2 separate regions of the Rattus norvegicus genome follow, and region 1 is linked to region 2. A link is a contact called in public Hi-C data. All regions are on one chromosome and are shown on one strand. The core of a region is the stretch at or near the end of the contact, and the rest is flanking DNA. Distances in the headings are between cores, read along the strand shown. Region 1 overlaps Cystm1 (cysteine-rich transmembrane module containing 1). Region 2 overlaps LOC120098187 (a long non-coding RNA gene).

Region 1 (5,024 bases), core at 186-2,685, 170 kb after region 2:
GACTTGCTCTGTAGAATAAGCTGGCTACAAAGTCACAGAGATCTGCTTGTGGGATTTAATGCTGGGTTTAAAAGTATGCACCAAAAAAGGGAGGGGGTGTGTGTGCACCACCATGCCCAACAATTTAAAAAAAAAAAACCCAAGATTTATTTAACTGTTTTTCCTGCATGTCTGTATATGCAACTGTGTGCATGCCCGGTACCCTCGGCAGTCAGAAGAGAGCTTCAGGCCTCCTGGACCTAGAGTTTTGGGTGGCTGTGAACCAAACCGAGTCCTCTGCAAGAGCACGGGCTCTTAGCTACTGCACCGTCTCCCGACCCAGCCTCTCAGGGATTTTTGTTTGTTTGTTTTGAGGGTTTTCCCCCCTTGTTTATATGTGTTAGAGTTTCATGTAGCCCCAACTATCCTTGGACTGGTTATGGAACCAAGGAGAACCATGGACTCCTGACATCCCTGTCTCTACCCCCAAATGCTGGCATTACAGGCACCTGTCTACCATTTTATCCTGTTAACACCATATTACAGAGTAAACGCTTTTAATTTTGATAAAGTCCAGGTTGCCAATTTTTCTTTTATAGATATTGCTAAATTAACCTCAAGTACTGAGGATTTTTAAATTTCTTCCTAAAAACGTTCCTATTCTATTTAGAATCATGATCCATTTTTAGATTAATTTTTAAAATAAAGTGTTTCAGTTCTGGGGTGGGGCCAGGTGTGATGTGCATGCCCTCTGAGTTCCAGGACAGCCAAGGGTATTCTCAAAAAAAAAAAAATGAAATAAAATATACTCAGGATTGTATTATTTTCTACATTCCAGTTTTTTCAACTTTTTCATTCTTTATGGAAAACTCCCCTTGTTTCAGGGCTTGCTCTGCACATTTGTGAGCAAGCCAGCCATGTTTGTGCCAGCCCTTTTGTTATTTCTGTTCTATCCCTAGACCTAAGGAGACATAGAAACTAATCACAAGTACTGTTAACTGCTGACCTGACCACTCTACTTTATAGGGAATCTTGTTTTAATTATCACGTCCTTTTGTCTTTCCATAATCTATCTATGCTGTGTCTTAGGATTTTTATTGGCGTTGCATTCAGTCGCGATCATTGTGGGGCCTGGTCTTATTTTCCCACTTATTTGAGACAGGGTCTTACTGTGTAGCCCTGGCTGGGGCTCCAGCCTGACAGGTATTGAAGTAGGGTCCTTGATTGCTCTCTGTGTTCTTGCTCTTCACTGCTGTGACAGAGCTTAAGCCCCCAGCACGATGAGGTGTCTGCTGAGTTGAGGCAGCACGTGAGGTTCCTGAAGACTTCCCTGCCTCCAGGTCCTCACACTTGTCAGGACACAGACCTGCTGCATAAGAGGATAAGCCTACATCACAGAGGCAGTCTCAGACTTCTGTGAGTTTAAGGCCAGTTTGGTTTACATAGTGAGTCGTAGCCCAGTTAGGGCTACGTAGAGAAACCCTGTTCCAAAAAGCAAAATTCCTGCGTTAGGATATGTATGTGATGTGAGACAGTGACCTCTGTTGTCTGCTGTGATGTTCCTCATGCTGGGTTTGGAGTACCAGAGAAACTGTCTTCCCAAGTACACTTTGGAGCCGTCCATAATTGACTCCTTCACCTCTGATCCTCACAGCACATCTTCCCAGTTCCCACTCCCATTTCCTCTGATCTGCTCTGAGTGCCAGCTGTAACCCAGAAGGTACTGAGTGACTGCTGTGCCCCAGTGCCCCTCCCATCAAGTCTTCTGGCTGACCTCAGGATCAGAGGAATCTGGTCTTCGGTCTCACTAAATGTGCAGCATTATTTGCTTAGGCTCTCTTCCCTCGGGGCATATCAGAGTGCTCCCCAAGGTCCGCAGCAGGAAATGGCCGTTTGGGATTTTCTTTGTGGCTTGTTTCCTTCTTTCTGCAGCATGGGAAATTCAGAAACACAAAAGCAAAATGAATTCTTTGTTTTACTTGTCAAACTGTAGGCCTTTCATTTTATAAGCATATCTGGATAGAGCCCCAGGCAGTTTGTGCACTGGGTGTGGCGTAGGGTGAGGCCATATCAATGATGTTTGCTGCCATTTGCAAAGCCAAGATCTGCATGCAAACCAACCAGCCCTGTGCTACACTGGAGGGCCCTCCACTCGCCAATAGCTCTGTCGGGACAAACAGTGCAATGTTTTAAGATCCGAATGCTGCCTGGGAAACTCGGGGAGGAAACTTTATATGGCTTCATATTGAGAGCCTTCACTTTTGACCTGTCTTAATACTGCAACAGTTTCCATGACTTCATCTTCTTAGTTGTAATAGAGCAGCAGAGGCTTTTCAGAGAGGCCCCATAATTGATCTGCGGGCCCCTCCTATAGAAGAGTAGGTTCAGGACCTCAACTCAGTCCTGGCAATCACCCCAAACTCCTAGCAAAGGGTCCTCCATTAACTTCTCTATTTAAATACCTGCTTTCCCTGTAATATCATCTTTACTGGAGAATAAATAGTGAACCCCTAGCATCTTGCATCCCTGGGGCTGGCTTGGCTCATTCAGACTACTCACATTGGATTGGCCTTTACAAATAATAGGCTCAGTCAGCTCAGTGCAATGTAAGGACTGTAGTTCATTCCCAACACCCAAAAAGCTGGGTGTGGTGGGATACACTTGTCTGTAATCCAGTCCCAGCACTGGGGACCAAATTGTTAAGCTTCAGGTGCAGTGAGAGACCATGATTTTAAGAAACGAGGTGAAGTGAGGCTGAGGAGAGTGTAGTGCTCGCATGCAGGCATGAAGTTTAGCTCTCCAGCACCCATGTAAAGGACAGACATCGGCGAACGCCTGGAACACCAGCAAGGAGTAGGACAGATACTGGAGAGTCCTGGAGGCCTGACAGCCAGTTATTGATCTTTACGTTCAATGAAAACTTACCTTCCAAAAAACAAGATAGAGGGGCCAGTGAGAAGGCTCAGCAGGTAAAGGGGCTTGCTGCCAAGCGTGATGGCTTGAGTTCGATTCCTGGAATCCGTACAGTGGAAGAAAATAACCAACTCCTGCAAATTGTCCTCTGACCTCCATGTGCACACAGTCGCGCTAGATGAGGGACAGATAACAGCAGGCCTCCACAGGCTCACAGTTAGGGGGACTCTTGGGGGACAGTGCTTTAGAGGCTCTTTACCCTTTACTCCAGAATGACCTTTAAAGACGTGTGTTCACATCATTACATGTGGAGACCAGAAGCCAATATTGGTGGCTGCTGCTTCCTCCTCCTCCCCTCTCCTCTTTGCTTTCTTTCTTTCTTTTCTTTTGGAGACAAAGTTCCTCGTGAACCTAGAGCTCACCCATTGTTTAGTTAGACCGGCTGGCCAGTGAGCTGTAGGGATTGCCCTGTCTCTCCTTCCCCGTGTAGGATTTCAGGCACATACACCACACTTGGCAGGGATGCTGGGCATGGAACTCAGGGCCCCACCACAATTGTGTGACAGTTTACCACCTGAGCCATCTCCTTGTTTTCTTCAGAACTTTTATCTGTGTAATAGTTGTAGACACCACACCCAGGAAAATGTTGCCTTGCCCTGTGTCTATGTGAGGTTCTTCCTTTCATCCAGCAACTAAACGTCTGACTATTTCACCCTCCCCCGTCCCTGCAGGGTCTCATCAGCCTGGCCTGCCACACAGATCATCTTTTGTCATCTGTGTCCCCTCCCGCAACACACCCACACCCCCTTCACCTTGTGCCCAGCCTGCTTTCTCACCCTCTAATAACATGAAACTGCACTGATTAGAAATACACATTAATACAGGTTGGTGGGAGCCCCTTCTCACAGACCCAGAATAAGAACACCTGTACTTGCATGACTTCTCCTATAGGATGTTCCTATTAGTTCCTGCGTGTCCTACCAGGTCCCACCAAACACGTTACCTCCTCATTTTGTTCATAATACACTTTGTGTTACTTTCTGGTGTGTAAGGTCAGACTGTGTATTGGTGGTGGTGGGCCAGTGGCAATCTAGACTGGAACGGGAACACAGGTGCATAACCATCATTCTCAGCGCCAAGCAACAAGGAGTCGAGGAGCAGCTGAGGAAAGGCTAAACAAGCTCTCTTGAGGGGCGCACTCAGCAGGCACGTAGGAAATGTACTCTTTCACAGTTGACTACTGGAGCAGGTCCTTATCAGGGATGGGCTCTGACTCTAGAACATTCTCAAGCAGGGCAGGAGCTAGACCTTGACCAACATGCTGACCTTTGTCAGCACCGAAGGGAAAACAGAGGCACAGGAAGCAGATCAGTTTCTCCCTTTCACAACAGCCATATCTCTTGGCACCTGTACTGTAGCCAGACTGCTTGTCTTTGAGGTGAGCCATCCTGATGTGCACAGGTAAGGATCTGCCTTTAACTACATAGTCTCAACAGACTTTTTGACACTCAGAATCTTTAATATGGCCAAGGCGATCTCGGTTTTTCTGCACATCACCTGAACCTAGCTCAGAGGCTCAAGCTGCCTTAGCCTCTAACCAGTCTTGTCCCTGTGCTTGTCTAGAGGCGCAGTACAGACCTACGTATTAGGCCAGTACTACTTGTACAGATGCACCAGTTGTGGTTTAGGTCTGGGGACAGCACCCCCGTGTAGCCTTTGAGTGCTGAGCTTCTAGGGGTTCGTTGTGCTGCCACTCCCTTTTGTTCTGTTTATCCAGTGATGCTCTGGGGCGTCCTGCTCACAGATTTGGGAGTGGAGTACTAAGCCCTGGCAGGATTACTTCGGGGCTCACCTGGATGACCCAGGGGTTCCCTAGGTTTCTTTAGCCCCTCAGCTGCACTTGAGACTAGGGATAGGACCCATACCCATACTCTGATCTTCCCCACACCAGTCCGTGAACATGGAAGCAAGTGGGTGGCAGTCAGAGGTGTCCCAATCAGCAGGAAACTGCCTGTCCAGCTCTGTCTGATCTGCTTCAGGGAATCTTGGGGCACTGAAGTAGGGAGAGAGTAAGAGTTTAGAAGACCTGGTTTCTCATGACTCAGTTCCACAGAAGAGATCATGAGGTCAGA
Region 2 (4,773 bases), core at 1,039-3,538:
GACCAACTCAGCTGCCATCTGTACCCGGATAAAGTGCTTTGAGATGATTCGCCCCAACATTTACTCCATCTATAAGCTGCTGAAGTCCATGGAGGACGCAGTCCTGAAGGACCAGATGTCATTACTGAATAGGGCCATTCCTAGGCCTACTGGCAAGCCCCACATGGAGCCACTGTGGCTGCAGTCCTGCTTGGAGAGCACAAGTACAAAGGTTGAGCTTAGCAAGCTTTAAGGGCAGCAGACATCATGGGTAGGGAAGTGTGTGGCAGCCTGGAGCTCATACAGAACCTGCCCTCAGATGCCCTGCCAGTCACAAGATCACCCTGACTCTCTCAGCCATAAGCCGTGCTCCAGTATTTATGGTATGTCAGAAACCAGAAACCTTGAACCGGACCAACAACTCATTGCAATGAATATTTTCATTTAAAGCTGTTTGGACAAAATACATACTGTGTGACAGACTACAGTTTCTTTTTTTTCTTTTTTTCTTTTTTTTTTGGTTCTTTTTTTTCGGAGCTGGGGACCAAACCCAGGGCCTTGCGCTTCCTAGGCAAGCGCTCTACCACTGAGCTAAATCCCCAGCCCCCAGACTACAGCTTCTAATGCCACTGTGATGGATGACTATGAGGTGGAGAGATGAGGAAGATGGAGGAATGGTGGAGAGGCAGAACTAGAGACCTGAGGGCAGTGATCTGTGTGGGAGAAGGCTGGGCTTGACTGGGGAACGTATTGCTGCCTGGTAGGGTTGGCAGGGCAGTGTGCAGCAGCTTGGAGCATTTGCTAACTCAGAGCCCAACATGGTGCCCAGCCACATGATGGAGCAATGATGGATGTCTGAGATAATGATGATTAATTTTCTGGATTGGACCGCTTTGAAAGCCCTCCATGGTCTGTGTTACCCCCTCCCCCAAGCTATGTTGGTACCTGTGGTCCATGCTGTGGCCTCAGGCCGTATTGAAGCATGAGGTTCATGTGGATATCTGTGGACTGGGCTGCAGCTGGAGGTCATGTCGATGTCCAAGGCTCATGGAGTCCTGGCTATCCTGGTCTTGAACTCAGATATCTGCTTGCCTCTGCCTCCCAAGTGCTGAGATTAAAGACATGCACCACTATACCCAGGAGTTAATGTATACTTTATATATAGTAAAATTCATCATTTTAAGTTGTAAAGTTCTATGACCTTTAAAAAAACATAACCAAGGTAGTTTTATCTCTAGCACCCTAAAGAGTAAGCTTGCACCTTTTCATTCAAGGTTGACCTCCACATTCAGTCCCTGACAAATACTGTTGGATTTCCCTCTCCCCTCCGCCCCTTTTCCAGAATGAAATATAAATGGAGTCCTTTAAGTCTGTTTTCTTTCACAAGGCAGCGTGCTTCTGTTGTTTATTTATAGATTATATAATCTTATTAGGTGGCCCAAGTTGGCCTTAAACTAGCAATCCTTCTCATAAATGTAAGGACTGTACTTACCACCATACTGAACAGCATAATGCTTTGAAGAGTCACTAATGCAATTGCATATCAGTTTCTTCTTTTTTTATTACTAAACAATATCCCACTGAATGCCACAACTCGTTTAACCAGCTGATGGGCATTTGGCAGGTATCCATTTGGTGAAAAATGACTCATCTCTTAACCAGTGTGGCTGCACCTCTTTGCTTTCCCACCAGCAATGTATGGGAGGGTCTGTTGTTCTGTTGTCTTTATTTTTTTAAATCTGGGTATTCTAATAGTTATGAAAATGTAGTACCATCACACTGTTATTTTAATTTACATTTTCCTGATGACAATTGGTGTCGAATATGATTGTGTGTCCTTTTCTGTTGTCCCTACTACATCTTTTATGGCTTATCTGATCAAATCTTTTGTCCATTTTCTCATTTAGTGGGCTGCTTGTTCTTGTGGTTGGCCTTATACATTCTTAGTATACTTTCCCACATTCTTGAAAATGTCTCTTCTCAGCGTGGGGCTCACTTTCTCATTTTCTCATTTTCTTACTTATATTTCAAAAAGACTGCATTTGGAAAACGCCTGTTTTTAATATTGTTTCTTCCCTATCTGGCCTTTCCCAGTACCACTGTTTCTTCCTCTTCAGGCGTGCAGAACCCCTCTCTCCTTGTGCAAAAATCCTCACTTGTATTTACTGTTACCGCCCGGTTCATTACTGTCTTTGCCTCCTTTGTTTCTCTGATGAATAGTTGAATGGATAGGTTCAAGGAGGTTCCATTACTACTTAGTCACTTTTTAGGTCCCTGAAAGTTTGCTCCCGCTCATACCACACTACCAAAACTAGCCTCTTGATGTCACCAAAAACCTCTTACATATCGATTCCAGTCACATTTCTAGATCATGAGTCTTCCCTCCTTCCTCCCGGCACTTACAATAGCTGATGTATTTTCTCCGAAAAATTGTCTCTCAACCACTCGCTTTGAACATTTCCCAAGAGCCGATCTGAAGTTGGATATTATTTCCTTCGGAATCAATTCAGTTGCCGCTTAATGCCGTATGAGCAGGAGCTTCTTTGCTGAATAAATCCGGGCTTGTTGTTCTGCGTTCAGACAAAAGCAATGAATATTTTAAAAAGTGGTTAACATACATGTCAACTTACAGGACCTGAAGGCACCATTTGTCTGCTCAGTGGTGCCATTGTGTTTTACATCCTCTATTCCCCATGACAGACACTTCAGTGCAATATGACCAAGATAGTCACAAATTGTGCATTTTTAGAGTCCAAATGAATGAAATTTCTCTCTAATTATAACATGTATTATATAGTCAGAAGGGAGAGAATTATAGCCTCACTGGCTCATAGGCTCTCTCTCTCTCTCTCTCTCTCTCTCTCTCTCTCTCTCTCTCTCTCTCTCTCTCTCTCTCTCTCTCTCTGAAACTGGGTCATGTTATGTAGCTCTGGCCCAATCCTTCTGCCTCGGCCTCCTGAATGCTAGATTACAGGTATGTGCTTCCATACCCAGCTACCCAGCTTGTTAGAGCTGGAAATTGTGATGCACACCTGTAATCTCAGCACTCAGGAGATGAATGCAGGAAGATCAGGAGTTCAAGGTCATCCTCAACTACATAGCAAGTTTGAGGCCAGCCTGAGTTACATTAGACAGTTTTAAAAACAAGCAAATAAGAACAACAAAAAAACCCTACTCCTTATAAGATAGAGAAACTGAAATATAGTAAAACAGATAAAAGCATCTCTTACCTCCAGCACGGATTAAAAGTGGCGGGCCGCACACACCTTTAATCCTAGCACGCAGGAAGTGGAGGCAGGAGGAGGTGCATCCATGTGCGTTCAAGGCCAGCCAAGGATACACGAGACTGACCCTATGTGGTTGTCTGAATAGAATAACCCCAATGGACTCGTGTGTTTGAATGTTTGGTCCCCACTTGTGTGATGTGGCCTTGTTAGAGGAAGTGTGTCACTGGCAGGAATGTGGTAGAGGGTTGAGGTTTCAAAAACCCACACTAGGTTCAGAGTCCTCTCTCTCTCTCTCTCTCTCTCTCTCTCTCTCTCTCTCTCTCTCTCTCTCTCTCATCTCCCTCCCCCCTTCCCTCTGCCATGTGACTGTGGACTAGATGACAAGCTCTCAGCTGCTACTCTGGCACCATTCCAGCATGCTTCCTGCCATGATGATCATGGACTAAACCCCCTGAAACTATAAGCAAGACCCCATTAAATGCCGTCTTTTATAAGTTGCCTTGGTCATGGTGTCTTTTCATAGCAATAGAAAATCAAGACACCCTGTCTCAAAAAACCAAAACATAATAGCTGCATGACTAGGAAGTCAATAACGTCTACAAACATGTTTCCTGTCTGTGACAGAGAATACAGCAGTACCTACCTTAGAAGGAAACATGGGGAAAAATCCCATATTCAGTAAATACTTGACATATTGTAGTGTTAGTCCTTTCCTTCCACCTCATCATATCTGTCATTATAATTGGTCCTAATAGCTTCTAGCAGCTTAGCCAGGGCACCCTTGTCTTCCTAGTTAACCTGTGTGAAGACAAGAGTGGTGCACGTCTTCCTGTGGACCAGGTGCCCAGCCTGGCTTTTCCCTTGATGATGCAATAGGGCACCCCCATCTTTCGACACAGGGCAGGCAGGACAACCACCAGCTCAATAGGGTCTACATCATGGGCAATTACCACCAGATGAGCTGCCTTGTTCTCTACCAAGGTGACTGTATTGACCCCTGCTTGGAAGACAGGCTGTCCCTTAGTTGGGATGTCCCCTTTGCCAGCAGCTTTCTTCTCAGAGTGGGCCAGCAGTCTTTGCTTCTTCTCTTGCTTTGTTTCTGGCCTGTACTTGTGGGCAAGCTTAAGCAACTGAGTCGCTGTTTGCCTGTTCAGAGCCTGGGTCAACTGGTTAATGGCAGGAAGTACTTTGAGCTGCTTGTGGAGGATGGCTCTTGGCTGCTGCAGCCTGATGTGGCGGGGCCATTTGATGAAGCGTGTGAGCTCTCTTTTGCGCTGCCCCCTTCCCCTTTCTTTGTCTCCCAAGTTCCACAGGCAGGTGCCTCTGTGCCGAGCTAAGCTGGGGGTTTTGTTTGTTTGTTTGTTTGTTTAGTAAGTGTTAACTGAGAACTTGATACGAATCATGTGCCCTGGTGTTCTATATTATAATAGACATATTCTGGTTATAAATAGCTATTAGTCCAATATATCACATATATTCATAAATTGTCCTTTCTTTCCCTGCCACTGTAATAAAATATCTCAACAAAAGCAATTTCAGATATGGTTTATTCTAGCTCACAGTTCCA

What was found. A called contact is a pair of places that touch in the nucleus more often than the background predicts.
Region 1: a Hi-C map of the A7r5 cell line shows a contact between it and region 2, with 5 times the contacts expected there. The contact joins two enhancer-like sites. A contact is called at or near these places in 5 of 12 Hi-C or Micro-C datasets (the A7r5 cell line, the Rat2 cell line, Schwann cells and 2 more).

What each region holds. Positions count from the first base shown.
Region 1 is chr18:28,278,471-28,283,494 of GRCr8, forward strand. All of the region lies in intron 2 of Cystm1 (cysteine-rich transmembrane module containing 1), which reads left to right. Among named protein-coding and RNA genes, the nearest start is that of Cystm1, 55 kb to the left of the region's middle. Within about 2 kb of position 1,436, at least 9 of the 93 cell types and tissues checked have an H3K27ac peak or open chromatin away from gene starts, as enhancers often do. A contact at or near this core is called in the A7r5 cell line, where this site is marked.
Region 2 is chr18:28,108,678-28,113,450 of GRCr8, forward strand. The region is part of intron 3 of LOC120098187 (a long non-coding RNA gene); the gene reads left to right. Among named protein-coding and RNA genes, the nearest start is that of Nrg2, 39 kb to the left of the region's middle. Within about 2 kb of position 2,289, at least 2 of the 93 cell types and tissues checked have an H3K27ac peak or open chromatin away from gene starts, as enhancers often do. A contact at or near this core is called in the A7r5 cell line, where this site is marked.